2 separate regions of the Mus musculus genome follow, and region 1 is linked to region 2. Evidence: chromatin contacts called from public HiChIP or PLAC-seq data. All regions are on one chromosome and are shown on one strand. The core of a region is the stretch at or near the end of the contact, and the rest is flanking DNA. Distances in the headings are between cores, read along the strand shown. Region 1 has its middle 21 kb from the start of Slc2a3. Region 2 holds the start of Eno2 (enolase 2, gamma neuronal).

Evidence for each region. HiChIP or PLAC-seq counts read pairs in DNA pulled down with a chosen protein or histone mark.
Region 1: a contact with region 2 is called in an H3K27ac HiChIP or PLAC-seq map of embryonic stem cells, with 5 times the contacts expected there. The contact joins the enhancer-like site here to the promoter of Eno2 in region 2. A contact is called at or near these places in 4 of 39 promoter capture datasets (cranial neural crest, embryonic stem cells and pre-B cells) and 7 of 115 datasets of contacts at active chromatin or transcription factors (astrocytes, embryonic stem cells, extraembryonic endoderm stem cells and 1 more).

Annotation. Positions count from the first base shown.
Region 1 is chr6:122,759,951-122,767,229 of GRCm38.p6, forward strand. It overlaps a transcript of Slc2a3 not described here. Among named protein-coding and RNA genes, the nearest start is that of Slc2a3, 21 kb to the left of the region's middle. RefSeq lists an enhancer at 4,079-6,941. Within about 2 kb of position 4,556, at least 236 of the 459 cell types and tissues checked have an H3K27ac peak or open chromatin away from gene starts, as enhancers often do. A contact at or near this core is called in embryonic stem cells, extraembryonic endoderm stem cells and pancreatic cancer cells, where this site is marked.
Region 2 is chr6:124,766,429-124,773,848 of GRCm38.p6, forward strand. Eno2 (enolase 2, gamma neuronal) reads right to left here and starts at 3,245. Exons shown (of 12, transcript NM_013509.3): 1 at 3,009-3,245; 2 at 1,810-1,909; 3 at 1,273-1,368; 4 at 1,112-1,170; 5 at 605-674; 6 at 103-236. The coding sequence starts at 1,894. It overlaps Lrrc23 (leucine rich repeat containing 23), which reads right to left. Exons shown (of 8, transcript NM_001302555.1): 7 at 4,144-4,447; 8 at 3,441-3,735. The coding sequence ends at 4,174.

The DNA.
Region 1 (7,279 bases), core at 3,306-5,805, 2.0 Mb before region 2:
CACACTGGGTTAGAGAGATGGCTCAGCTGTTAAGAGTAAGTACTATTCTAGCTGAGAATGTGAGTTAGATTCCCAGCACCTACTTTAGATAGCTCACAAACATATGTTAACTCCAACTTCAGGGATCCAAAGGCCCTGGTGTCCTCCAACAATTCACCTCACCTATACACACAGAAAAATAACTCTTTAGCCAGGCACAGTGATGTAACCCTTTAATCCCAGCATTTGGGAGAAGGCAGGTGGATTTCTGAGTTCAAGGCCAGTTTGGTCTGCATAGTAAATTCAGGGATAATCAGAGTTACATATGAGAGACCCTGTCTCAAAAAAACCAAACAAATTTCTTAAAATAATAATAATAATAGTAACTGGGCTGGTGAGATGGCTCAGCAGTTAAGAGCACTGACTCACTGACTGCTCTTCCAAAGGTCCTGAGTTCAAATCCCAGCAACCACATGGTGGCTCACAACCATCCGTAACAAGATCTGATGTCCTCTTCTGGAGTGTCTGTAGACAGTTACAGTGTACTTACATATAATAATAAATAAATAAATCTTTAAAAAATAATAATAGTAACTAATAATAAGCAGTAGCAGCAGCAGCAGCACATAGGAACAAGTCAGCTTGAAAGGATTTAGAATTTTATCTCAGTCGTTCGAGTGAGTACTATTTTATCTCAGTGAGTGAGTACTATTTTAGTGTTCTCCTTTGGCTGCTCAGTAGGGTGAGCTGTGAAGCAGCAGGGGCAAGCTTCTCTTAAGCTAAATGACTGTGTTTTTCTCACCAAAACCTTCCACAACGTATGCATTGTGCATTGAACAAGTTTGATTTGGGCATGGTGGCACATGCCTTTAATCTAGCAGAGGAAGTCTTATCTCTCTATAATTCAGAGACAACGTGATCTACATAGTAAGTTCCAGGCCAGCCAAGACTCCAAAGTGAGAGTTTGCTTCAAAAACCAAACAAACACAAAACCCTCCCCCAATTTTTTTTTTGTAGATTGTGTGCCATATAATACGGCAGCCACGGTGCTAGGAATCACTGTCTGATCTCATGCATTCCTACTGAAGATACTCTTACAAGTGCCATGAACTTTGTGTTGCAGATCAGACTGTTTAATGGATACATCTTTCTCACAAGTGACCCAAGCCTCCAATGGAACCAGCCAGTTACAGAAATATTTGGAGGAGGCGGGCTCAGAAACCAAAGTATCTCTTCTCTCTTCCCAGCAAGCTAAGCCCCGCCTGCTGACGTCTCACTTTCTTTTTGGGGGGTGGGCTGCGTAATGCAGACGTGCGAAGAGGACCGTTCAGCTGGTCCTCTGAATCTCCGGAGCGACCTGCTACATCACTCAGTCCTGTCTCTCCCTTATTCTACTCCCCTCCTGTGGAATTTGTTTTCTTGTTATGTTGCCGAGAGATGCAACCATCAGCTCCCGGTTGTCCTGGTTTTCTTCATCCTGTTTCTCTGACTTTTTTTTTTTTTTTTTTTGACACAAATCTGCAAAATCTCATGGGTGTGTAACAAGATATCCTGAGCATTTAATGGAATGGTTTATATGCAGACTTATAGAATGACTGTGGAATGATTTTGGAAATGTGTGTAAAAAGAAATGTGTGTAATAGTCCCTGCCTTTTGGTGGATCCTACAATTCTTTTTTTGTTGTTGTTGTTTGTTTTTGTTTTTTTCGAGACAGGGTTTCTCTGTTTAGCCCTGGCTGTCCTACAATTCTTTAAATGTTCAAATGCAGAAAAATTCTTTTGCCTACAAGCACATTTTAAATTAGCTTTCAGGTATGGTTGTTGTTTTTTTGTTTTTGTTTTTCTCCCTAGTAATGGGCTTGAAAAAGCAGGGTCTTGAACATAACTGGGGAATCTCCCACAGCAAGGTATCTCCTAAGATCTTTTTTCATTGATGTTTTTGTGCGTGTTTGAGACAGGGTCTCATGTAACCCTGGCTAGCCTGGAACCCCCAGAGATCCACAGGACCAACACCACCCTGACCAACCTTTTTTAATTTTTAATTTTTTTTAAGACAAGGTCTCAAGTAGTTCAGGATGACCTTGAACTCACTATGTAGCCAAGGCTACCCCAGGCTCATGACAACATTGTAATTCTCCCAGCTCAGCCTCCTGAAAGCTGGGATTACAGAAGTGCATCACCAGGCCAGACTTCCTATTGTCATTTATTTTTGAAATGGGGTCCCACTGTGTTCCTTAGGCAGGTTTTGAACTGCTATTCTGCCTAAGTCTCCTCATAGCTGGGATTACAGGCCAGCTGGAGGATAACTTTTAAATCTAATGTTATCACAATTATACCTAAGTGGCTGCTTCAATCTAGTTTTTCCTTGTTAGTGTTTTTATTGAGACAGGTCTGGAATCATTTAGACCAGGCTGGCCTCGAACTTGTAGATCTGCCTGTCTCTGCCTCCCAAGCGCAGGGATTAAAGATTTGAGCACCAGTGTTTTCTTTACAAAGTTCATAGGAAAGAAATGGTCTATTAAATCCCATGCCCTGACCAATGGCTCTCTATTTAGACCTTACCTTGATACTTTCTGGTCAACACCCTTTCATATGAAGGCTTGTTGTGTTTGTTTGTTTTTAATAAGGTTCTCATATTGCCCAGAGTGGCCTAGAACTAGACAAGTAGTTAAGGACGGCCTTGAACTCCTTTCTGATCCTCCTAGTTCTACCTCCCTGGCAAGGGGATTACAGGCATGAGCACCACACCCAGTTTAATGAGTTCTATTTACTAACAGACAACAACACATCACAGCAGGAGAGACCTGTTTTAGCTAGGGTTGTTTGTGCTGTAATAAAACACCAGGACCAAGCCGGGAGTGGTGGCACACGCCTTTAATCCCAGAGGCAGGTGGATTTCTGAGTTTGAGGCCAGCCTGGTCTACAAAGTGAGTTCCAGGACAGGGAGGGTTATACAGAGAAACCCTGTCTCGAAAAGCCAAAACAAAACCCAACAAACAAACAAACAAACAACAAAAAAACCCAAAAACACCAGGACCAGAGCACATGGAGAAAAGAGGTCTCTGTGGCCCATTTCCACCTCAGCGCTGAAGTCACATTTGAACACTCGTAGTTATCAGCTATCCAGGTCTCTCTCACCGTGACATTATCTGTGTATATAACGTAGTTTGGTCATGCTCACTCACTATTACCCTCTCTAGACCCCTCCCACTCCCACAGGAAGCATCTTCCAAGGCTAGGGATCTGGAGGCTGCAGATAAACAGCTGATACCGAGTTCCAGGAAAGGAGCCACCCCCCTGGTACTCAGTGAGGGCCCTATTCCCAGGCTGTTTGGAGAGCCTCTCAGGTCAGAGGAGATGGAGAGGCCACAGAGAGAGGCCAGTGAGGCAACAAGGCTCTTGGGACACTGTGGTCCACAAACCCTAAAACACTTACATAATCTGACCCTTTGCAGTAAAAGTTACCAACTCCCGAGTTTTACTGTAGATGAGGCAAATGAAATGGGACCTTAAAGCTGTGAGATCACAGTCATTGGCTGGGATCAGAAGAAGGAAGGAGGCACTGTCTGTGGTAGCAGAGGCTGGAGACAAAGAACATGCCTCTGAGCGGGGAAACTCTGAGGACTTCCTGTGAATGAAAAAATGGTCCAGCCAAGACTGACAACCGACCGTACTCAACAGGAAAGTCTTTCTCAGTCTCAGTCTCTCTCTCAATATCTTTCATTTCATGTAACAGGAATCCACGGGAGTGCCACCGTGAGAGTGCCCTACTTAAGGGCACTGGGCCTAGAGGCTGGTTTTCCAGGTTCCCCCGGGGCCTGCAGGCAGCTTTAGATTTTACTGGAGAGTAAGCACTGAGAGGAAGTCACTTTGAGTATACTGCTGTCATCCATGTCATTAGTGAGGGAAAAACTGGGACTGGAGGAGAGGTGGCTGAAGATTAGTTGATGAATTGTCCTTAGGTTTTCTTTACACCCACCTTAGTCATTTTTTGTGAACACCTCCTTCCCCCCGCGCGCGCGCTTAAAAGGTAGCAAACAGTCTGCATAGACCCAACCAAAGACCAATGTAGGGAGATAACTGTTGAGCATGGGCCAAGGCCAACAGACTCAGCAGGGAGTTCCTCATTTTCTCATGGGTAATATTCCCTTTTCAGGCTGGAGAAGTGAGGGTCAGAGACTGAAGCACTTAGGTTAAACATCCCAGCTCAAGATGTGTTTAAAGGATAACATGCTTAGATTTTCTAATGCCAATTTACAACACATCAGATTATGTCCCGCGACTGGTGTTATGAAGAACATGTCTATCCAAAGTCCTAAAATGTCATTAAGGGTTAAATGCATGCAAGCAGCGTTCACGTGCTTCCTTGGTTTGGGGCACAGAGAAAGGTAGAGTACGGCGGATGTTAGGACGGCGAGGCAGGCACCAGAAAGCCCTTATTTCTACTTTCTTCTGCTTATTTCGACCCCGACGCACGCCTAAATAGCAAGTAGCACAAAATGTATAGCCCTAATGTGCAGGGCTGTTCTTTTCCGTCGGTCGTCGATCGTGCCACAGTGGCGCAGTTCGCTGCGGATGGTGCAGGGTGACCCAACGCTCTGCGCATGCTCACACACATCTGATCCTTCCCAGGCCCACCCTTTCCTTCTTCCTGGTGGTCTGCAGCCCACCCTACCTTTTACTTCTAAATTCACCCTCCGCCTTTCCCAGTCCGTTTCTTTCTTTTTAATACCCCCACCCCCGCCTCCTCCCGACAAGTCAACCAAAAACGTCAAGGGAACGTGAGGACCAAGGGAAGGAGCGGAACACTGCAGGATGCGCGAATGAGTCAGCGAGCTGGGGAGGCAGATCCAAGCGACTCAGGGACCGCGGGGGCTGCCGGGCGCCGTGCCAATACGCACGTCCCTTCTGCCGGGCGGGGTCGGCCAGCGCCCACCGGATGGGGCTGAGAAAGTGCAGTTGTCAGGAATCCGAGGCATCTCTGTGGAGCAGCAGGTTACGCCAGAGTCTGCCTCGAGGGCGAGGGCGAATGCCCCACCTGCGCCCGGCAGTCTCCCCACCTGTCCATCTATTTTGCCGCAGGCCATTCGGCTTCGTCGTGCAGCACACCAGGTCGCTCACGTTTCCCACGCTGCCTGCTTCTTTTTATTTCAGTCAGCTTTACATATACTACGCGTGCAAAAGCGTTCACCCATTCCAGCTGTTCGGGTAGATGACTAATTTTTGATGCCTGCAGTCTCCTGTCTCCGTGCCACCCCACTGCAATCATCAGAGTGCAAATTTACTCTTAGAACATTCTCCTGCAGCATGCTCTCACTGAGGTTACCCGGTCATTGTTCGGTGGCATTCGAGCGACTGTAGGCTTTTGTAACGGACCCAGCAGGAGGAGATAATCTGGGAGAGACACCAGCTCCTCCCCTTAGCTATCAACCTATTCAAACAATGGACCAAAGAATTAAAATTTCCCCAGGACTCCCAAGCGTTTGAGGGTGGAGGTGGGGTGCAGATCCCCTGGTGAGGAGGGTTAAGGGACGGTGGTGGGGGTGGGGTGGGGGTTAGGACGGGGCACTTTGCCTACCGGGAAAGATTTCACAGGGATCTGACAACTTTATCATACCCTTATTTCCTGGCCTTTGTTTCATCACTTCTGTAAAATTTACACCTGTTACAGAAATGGCGGAGAAAAACTAGGCATCATTCTCTGTTTTGGACAAGTCGTACATAAATCCAATTTTCCTTCAATTTTGCTTCCTTATATCTTTTAAAATGTATCAGGAAGCTGGTCGGATTGACACAAACATTTAATCCCAGCACTCTGGAGAAGAGGCAGGAGGATCAGTGAGTTAGAGGTCAACTAGGTCTATGTGGTGAATTGCAGGATATCCAAAGCTACATCTTGAGACCCTGCCTTGAAAAATTAGAACAAGGAAAAAAAGAACCAGGTTTAAGATGTAAATGTCTTCCTGTGACATTTTTCTCAGTTACTTTTTCATATATTAGCAGATAGGAGGTATTTCTTATGGACCGTACACAGTTAAAATGGGGAACGAGTTAAACTTATTTTTCATCTCTGCGCAGTATTTGGATGCTCCCCCCCCCCAGCCCCCACCAAGACAACTGGATTCACTGACTAATCCTTTCTGAGAGGTAATTGTTTTCTCTCTCTCTCTCTCTCTCTCTCTTTCTTTCTTTCTCTTTTTCTTTTTTCCTTCCTGAGGAAAGCTGCAGGGAAAAGAAGCACTTAAAGACTCAATTGCAGCTGAGTAGAAAGCCAGGTGGGACTGAAAGGAATTTTCCGAAGAATTGGGGGGTGGGGGTGGGGCACAGACATTAAAGGCTCTGTTTTAAAAACCAGGCACTCCAAGTCTCATGGTGTGGTTGTAAAAGCGACTGGAAGGCTGCCTTTGGGCAGACAGGATGTGAATTCCTGCAATAGACTCATAAAAGAAAATGTAAACTCGGACCATTGAGCCTAATGAAAGATGGGAGCTGAGAACAGTAGATTTGTCCTCCCACAGAGGGTGTGGTGTGTGTCTGGTGTGGTGTGTCTGGTGTGTGTGTGTGTGTGTGTGTGTGTGTGTGTGTGTGTGTGTGTGTGTGTGTTTAGGAAAAACAATCTAAGAGAAGGACACAAAGATGACTCGTAGGAAGGGCATTTCAAGATTTGCCTATCAACACCTGGGAAGCAGAGACAGGAGTGTTCAAAGCTGTAGGTTCAAGGTCAGCCTGGTCTGCACGTGAGTATCAGGCAGGGCAGCCATAGTTTTACAGTAAGACAGACAGACAGAGAGGAGGACAACAACATGCTACCCTTGTTGCAATGTTGTTGCAAAGCACCAGGCCCTTTTCCTGAACCTGTGACAAAGGGTTTTTACTTCCTCTTGCTGACCCATTACTCAACAGGTGGAGATAGCTCAACACCTTTCTAAGGAGGGACAGTTACAGCCTCTCCTTAGAAGGCCAGTCACAGAAGTCCTTTTTTTTTTATTGGTTATTTTATTTATTTACATTTCTTTTTTTTTTTAAGATTTATTTATTTATTATATGTAAGTACACTGTAGCTGTCTTCAGACACACCAGAAGAGGGCATCAGATCTCATTACGGGTGGTTGTGAGCCACCATGTGGTTGCTGGGATTTGAACTCCTGACCTTCAGAAGAGCAGTCGGGTGCTCTTACCCACTGAGCCATCTCACCAGCCCTTATTTACATTTCAAATGTTATCCCCCTTCCAGGTTCTCCCCAGCAAATCCCCATTCCTCCCACCCCCACCCCCAGAAGTCTTTAATAGTCCTGGAGCTG
Region 2 (7,420 bases), core at 1,995-4,494:
CATCCTTTCACCTTAGCTGCCTGTTCACCTTCCTCCCTCATCCCTCACCTGGTTGCATGCTCCCTCCTCCCCTGGGAGAGGCTGGGCAAGTACAGTGCTCACCGGCACAGGCAGGATGAGGTCGGAGTTCCCAGCTAGCTGAGCAATGTGGCGATAGAGGGGCAAGTCCCTCTCAGCTGCCCCAGCCTTACACACGGCCAGGGACACACCCAGGATGGCATTGGCCCCAAACTTGGCTGGGAGGCACAGAGGAAGGCACTGAGTAAAAATGTCCACCTCTCTTGTAGCCCCTGCCTCCACCTAGGAGACCTCCCACTCCCGCCCCCCAACAGCAATTCATTTTCTACTACTAATGTTGGGGGTTGGGGACAGAGGTGACAAGAAAGGGAAGGCCTCGCCTCTTCCTAAACATCCCTTAGACTACCTCATGCCAACTCCTGTCTTCAAGCTTTGAGAAGTTCTTCCTTCTGTCTAATGTCACCCCCTCCCACTGCCGTGCGGCTTTGGGTGAGGGAGGAGGGGAGTCTCTGACAGTCTAAGTGTCCCCAGCATGGCTCCTCAGTCCTCCTGCTTACCTATCCCTCCCCGCCCAGCCCCTGCTTACATTTATTCTCAGTCCCATCCAGTTCCAACATCAGGTTGTCCAGTTTCTCCTGCTCCACCACGGAGATACCCTGAGGGCAGAGCCAAGATGGGAGATGAACCCAAAGGCAGAGGGTCCCCTATTCACATAGCCTCATGTCTGAGCAGGGGACCACCAGATCCCTGCCCTGTCAGCTTTTGGAATCTTGAGTTCGTGCGGGGGAGTTGGGGGCAGTAAGCAGTATTTTTCCCACCCTTGCAGTGTAAAAACAATTCCTAAAGAGTGGGGGGTTGGGGTTGGGGATTTAACTCAGTGGTAGAGCACAAGGCCCTGGGTTTCGTCCTCAGCTCTGAAAAAAAAAAAAAGGAATGGGGGGTGGGGTTTGGGGGGATTGTGGGTTGTTGGTTTTTGCTTGCTTGTTTGTTTGTTTTGCCTCCCCTTGTCCATCCCTGGATCCAAGATTTCTCCTAGGATTCTGTCGTAGCAGCCACCACCCCCACCCCCCACCCCCAAAAGAGCGGGCCTCACTGAGCTGATGAGGGCTGGTGCAATCCTGCTGTTGATGTGGTCCACTGCCTTCAGGACACCTAGAGAAAGGAAAAGGGGGCTGGTCAAGCCAGGAGGAGGGGGTGGAGAGTGAGGAGGGACAGGGGACTGGGGCATGTTAGGAGAGGAGAGCAGTTCATCACCTTTGCCTAAGTAACGCTGTTTGTCCCCATCCCTTAGTTCCAGGGCCTCATAGATGCCGGTGGAGGCTCCACTGGGGACTGCAGCCCGGAAAAGACCTGGAAGAAGACATGCCGTGAGGAAGGAGGGAGGACCCTTTGGGGCCTAGGATTCTCTGAGCCTTCTAGTCTAAACTCTTGCCTGCCACATCCACAAGGTTCCCTGACACTACACACAGATACATGCACTCTCACAGACACCGTGCCATCTGCACGAGCCGGGCCACCTTGTCCGCCCAACTGAGGCCTCATAAGCACAAGTGGGAGGCCTCAGAAACAGGGCTATGCTAGGCAGAGCATGCGTGCTCCTGTGCTCACACTGGCAGGGCCTTTCTCACGCTGAACTAGAACATAGACTCACCGAGCCTGAATCCACGAGCCAAGGAAGATCAGACTCCACAATCCAGCCTTGGGAACCTGGCCTAGCACCCCACAGCCCCTGGATTTGACCCAGCATAGGGGGAAGTAGGAGCTAAGGACAGTCCATGCTCTGCCCATCACCTTTGGCAGTATAGAGATCCACCTCCACGGTGGGATTCCCACGGGAGTCCAAGATCTCTCGGGCCCAAATCTTCTCTATAGACATGATGGCTGGGATCTCCTTGGGTGGAAGTGGAGGAAGGAGAAAGATAAGAGGCTTAGAAGGGTGGAGCCTGAGGCCAGTGGGAGGGGCCAGAGGCTGGGAGGGCTGGCAAAGAGGTTACTGCAGTGGGTAGGGGGTGGGGAGGAGCGGGCTGCAATCAGGCACTGTAGAAGGGGTTCTCCCTTCCCCGTGGAGAGAGGAGAAGGTCAATGCAGTGAGGAAGGGGAGGTCACTGCAGTAGGGGCGGAGTACATCTCATGACAAGATGGGAGAACACCGCAGTGATGAGGGGAGGGGCAAGCAGCGATTTCTTCGCCCCTCAGCAGCTTCACCGACCAGTGGGGTTCCCCTAGACTTCCCCAGGCGGGATGGCTGCCAGACTGGCATTTTTTCCCTTGGATCTTGGAACAGAAAGAAGAGGGGTTGTCTGGGCAGGTGGATCCCCAACTTGACAGCCCATATACACAAGGTCTAGAAAACACTCCGGGGTCGTCACCTCTCTCCCAAACACGAGTTCCTCATTTCAAGAGGAGTCTGGGGACAGCGTCCTGGGACCAGGCCTCCAGTCCCTAGAGGCTACGGTGGGGAATGATGAGGTAGACCCATCGCTTTTCTACCCCCGGACAAATTCCCCACTCCTCCTATCCCTCCCCCAAACATCGGAGAAAATGAAATGTCAGAGAGAGGGGAAGAGAAGGAGGGACCAAAGGACGAGTCTAGAGCAAGTCTGAGGCAGTCAAGGAAGGGTGAGAGGGTATCTTCGCAAACGCAAAAGAAAAAAAGGACGTGCCAGGATAACAACCATCTCCTGTGGAGACATCGAACTTAGGAAACAAATCGGCAGGACCCTAGACGAATACCGGCGCGGGGAGAGGGGCAGGCGAGGGTGGAACCGTGCAGTTAGAGAAGCGGATGCAGAAAGCTGGTACCTAAACCAGGAGGAGGTGACAGCCAGAAAGCCGGGAGCTGTCCGGGAAGGCCAGAGATGGAGGGTGCCAGGGAAGGCAGGTGACAGTCAGGTATGCAGCGTCACCCGCCCGGGTCGCTAAGCCCAGGACAACGGGGAGTGGAGGCGGCAAGGAGCGAGTAAGGGGATGCGGCCCGATACGGGCCTCACCTCGAGGACTGCAGACTCAGTCGGTGGCGTTGGCGGCGGTGGCGGTGGCAGTGGCGGTGGTGACGGCGGCGGCGCAGAGAGAGCAGGAGTGGCGGTGGCTGCGGCTCCCAGCGCGGGCGGGGGGTGGGCAGGGGGCGGCGCCTATAGAGCCGGGAGGGCGCATGTGACCCGGGGGCCCCGATGAGTCAAGAGCTGCAGGCGGAGACGCATGTACGAGCGCGGGTGGTGGTGGGGAACGGAACGGGTGGGGGAAGGGCTGGGGCGATCCAGGACCAGGCTGGCAACCCCTTAAGCACACGGATGCTCATAACCCATGTCCAGCCAACTCGAGGGAAACAGGCGTCGCCTCATTCCAGTACTGCGGCAGGTACTAACCCAGACGGGTGGAAAAGCCCACCCACAGGGGTTCAGGAACTCGGTCACACACAAAAATATAAAAAAATGCCTTTTTATTTGAAACCTCAACTGGCCCATCACAGCTCACTTCCTCAGCGCCTCTCTATAGACAACACCTACTAGCATCCTAGTTTTACCCCCGACCTGTGCTTAGGAGTTCAGGCCCACAGAACAAGCCACACAGACAGATGACTGCCAAGGAGCCTTGGGATGTGATGGATTTCCAGTCTGGGACAAAAAGGAGCATCTCCCACTTCCTGTGACGGGGCTATGAATGTGGTGGTCCCCCACTGGAGTCTTATCAGTTCTTGGGGCCAGTGTCCATGGCTTCCTGGAAAGAGAGAAGAGAAATAAATCAATCGTGTGCCCCAGGCCTCTCAGTCTCTGCCTCACTCTGCCCTCCTTTCGCCTCCCCACCCTGGTGTCCTGTTATTTTTAGCTTCAGATTTTGAGTGCAGGATCTTTTCCCTGGCCCAGCTACATCCTCCACGCACCACCGGCCACCTCTTTCCCTCCTGAGCTCCTTCCCACCAGTCGTCTCTACCAGCTATACAGCGGTCTTCACCCCACCCCCACCCCCAATTAGTTCTTCTCTCTACTGTGGTCTCCTGCGTGTCTTATCACTTTCTGGGCCCCTCTCATCTTTCCTTCATATCTAAGCTATCTCCAGCCCCTAACTCTGGCCTCTCGTCCCGTGTGCCCAGCCTTTGACCTCCTGGGGCTGTCTTCCTGGCATCACCTTTACTGTCCCTGCAGGCTGGAAGAGCCACTAAACTGGTGGCAAGTACGGTTCCATGTCCTGGTCCGGATCGAGATCTTGATCCTGTTCCTCCTTCAGCCTCTGACGGATCTCCTCGGCCTCTGCCCGGTCATCATCCTCATAGAATTCTTTGTCCAGGCGCTCAAGGTGCGCCATCTGCACCAGGGCCTCCTGGCGGTAGTCGGTCTCATCCGCACATGGGTTGTCCAGCAGCACCAGGGCTCGAAGTTTGGGCAGGTCCCGCAGTTTGGCCAGCTCTGCCAGATCACTAATCATATTGCTCCTGTGGATGGGGTTGGGGAGGGGTTAACTCTCAGGAAAATGGGCTTTGATTGTCAGCTAGGAATTGGGCTGCCTTTGTAAGAGGAAGCAACTCTGGGCTCCCCGAAAGCAATGATGGTTGAGGACCGGTAGCAATGATGGTTGAAGAGGACTTGGCTGGATGCATTTCCCTAATCCCTATGCTTCACAGAATCCCTAAATGCCATGTGATGTGTCATCTTTGGGGCCTAGCAGTGGTGGCATATACCTTTAATCCCAGCACTTGGGAGGCAGAGGCAGGTGGATTGCTGAGTTCGAGGCCAGCCTGGGCTACAGAGTGAGTTCCAGGACAGCCAGGGCTACACAGAGAAACCCTGTCTCGAAAAACAAACCAAAACAAAAAAGTTGGAGCAGCAAAGCTAGGCCTCATCCCAGCTTGTATTCGGAGAAGAGGGGCAGATGTCCCTTGTGGGAGCAAACATTTTGTGTCAGGGGTTGGAAGGATCAGGTGAGCAGAGGAGGAGCCGGGGCCCAAGAGTGGGGTGCTATGGGGTGGGGGCGCTTCCTTGGGGAAGGAACGGAGAGCTAGGGATGGATTGGGCCTCCCAGCTTGAGTAAAAAGTCTTCTAATGTACTTCTTTCTAGAACTCTGCATTGGGATGGCCGTGTTCCTGCTTTCAAGCATTTATGAATCCACTCCTAAGCATCCCAGACTGATCTTCATAGATGCTCTGGGCCACTTTGAGCTCTGCTGGCATTTTGTTAGGCTCACTGATCAAGTACGTATTTCGCATGCACAAGGCCCTAGGTTTGATGGATAGAACCACAGAAAACAATTAAAGAATTGTCCATCAGAAACAGGAGCTTAGAGAAAACTCCCTCCGGTCCTGTGTGTGTGTGTGTGTGTGTGTGTGTGTGTGTGTGTGTGTGTGTGTGTGTGTGTGTGTGTGCACGTGTGCGTGCGCGCGAGAGTGTGTGTAGGAGGGGGTGACAGATGACAGAGTCTGACTCTGCAGCCCAGGTTGGCCTCAAACTCACAGAGATCCTCCTGCTTCAGCCTCCTGACTGCTGGAATTACAGGCATGAGCCACCACATCTGGTTCTTTCTGTGGCTGTTACTGTTTATTTGTTGTTGATGTTGACAGAGTCTCACTATGTATCCCTGGTTGATACAGACCTGCTCACTATATGGATCTGCCCCTCCCCGCCTCAAACTTGCAACAATCCTGCCTTTAACTCCCAAATCCTAGGATTATGGGCATGTGCTACCACACCCAGACTTGAAGTTTATTTCTTCCTTCCTTCCTTCTTTTTCTTTCTCTCTTTCTTTCTTTTCTTTTTCTCTTTCTTTTCTTTTCTTTTCTTTTCTTTTTTTTTTTTTTTTCTTGAGACAGGGTTTCTCTGTGTAGCCCTGGCTGTCCTGGAACTCATTCTGTAGACCAGGCTGGCCTCAAACTCAGAAATTCACCTGCCTCCCAAGTGCTGGGCTTAAAGGCGTGCACCACCACGCCCAGCCTTTTTATTATTATTATTATTAGATATTTTCTTTATTTACATTTCAAATGTTATCCCCTTTCCTAGTTTCCTCTCCAAAAATTCCATCCCCTCTCCTCTCCCCTTGCTCTCCAAAACACCCACTCCTGCTTCCTGGTGCTGGCATTCCCCTATACTGGGGCATAGAGCCTTCACAGGACCAAGGGCCTCTCCTCTACTACATATGCAGCTACAGCCATGAGTCCCACCGTGTGTTTTCTTTGATTGGTGGTTTAGTCCCAGGGAGCTCCGGGGGTACTGGTTAGTTCATATTGTTGTTCCTCCTGTGGGACTGCAAACTCCTTCAGCTCCTTGGGTACTTTCTCTAGCTCCTTCATTGGGGACCCTATGCTCTGTCCTCTTTCTTTCTTTTTCCAAGACAGGCTTCCACTATGTAGCCCTGACTGTCCTGATAATCACTCTGTAGACCATGCTGGCCTTGAACTCAGAGATCTGCCTCTGCCTCCTGCCTCTGCCTCCTCTGCCTCTCCTCTGTCTCCTCTGCCTCTCCTCTGTCTCCTCTGCCTCCTCTGCCTCTCCTCTGTCTCCTCTGCCCCTCTCTGCCTCTCTGCCCCTCTGCCCCTCTGCCTCTCTGCCTCTGCCTCTGCCTCTCTGCCCCTCTGCCTCTGCCTCTCTGCCTCTCTGCCTCTGCCTCTGCCTCTCTGCCCCTCTGCCTCTCTGCCCCTCTGCCTCTCTGCCCCTCTGCCTCTCTGCCTCTCTGCCTCTCTGCCTCTCTGCCTCTCTGCCTCTCTGCCTCTCTGCCTCTCTGCCTCTCTGCCTCTGCCTCTGCCTCTCTGCCTCTGCCTCTCTGCCTCTGCCTCCCTGCCTCTGCCTCTCTGCCTCTCTGCCTCTCTGCCTCCTTGCCTCTCTGCCTCTCTGCCTCTGCCTCTCTGCCTCTCTGCCTCTCTGCCCCTCTGCCTCTCTGCCTCTCTCTGCCTCTCTGCCCCTCTGCCTCTATGCCTCTCTGCCTCTGCCTCTGCCTCTCTGCCCCTTTGCCTCTCTGCCTCTGCCTCTCTGCCTCTGCCTCTGCCTCTGCCTCTCTGCCTCCTTGCCTCTCTGCCTCTCTGCCTCCTTGCCTCTCTGCCTCCTCTGTCTCTCCTCTGTCTCCTCTGTCTCCTCTGCCTCTCTGCCTGTCTGCCTCTCTGCCTCCTGAGTTCTGAGATTAAAGGTGTGTGCTGCCACCACCCTCTATCGGGCTACATCTTATGTTTAATATAGTAGGTAAAAGGCTGTCCTTTTCGGGTAGTGCAGAGTTCAGGAATAAAGAGACAAGGAATGGAAAGGGTAACTGGGGCCTAGGAGAGGGAGAAAGTCAGTTTACATTTACATAGGATACAGCCAGGAAAAGGGCACTGGAGTCAGACTGTGAATCACTTAAAAACAGCCATAGTGGCGGAGGCCTTTAACCTCAGCATCTAGGAGGCTGAGAGACTGAGGCCAGCCTGGAGAACACTAAGAAACC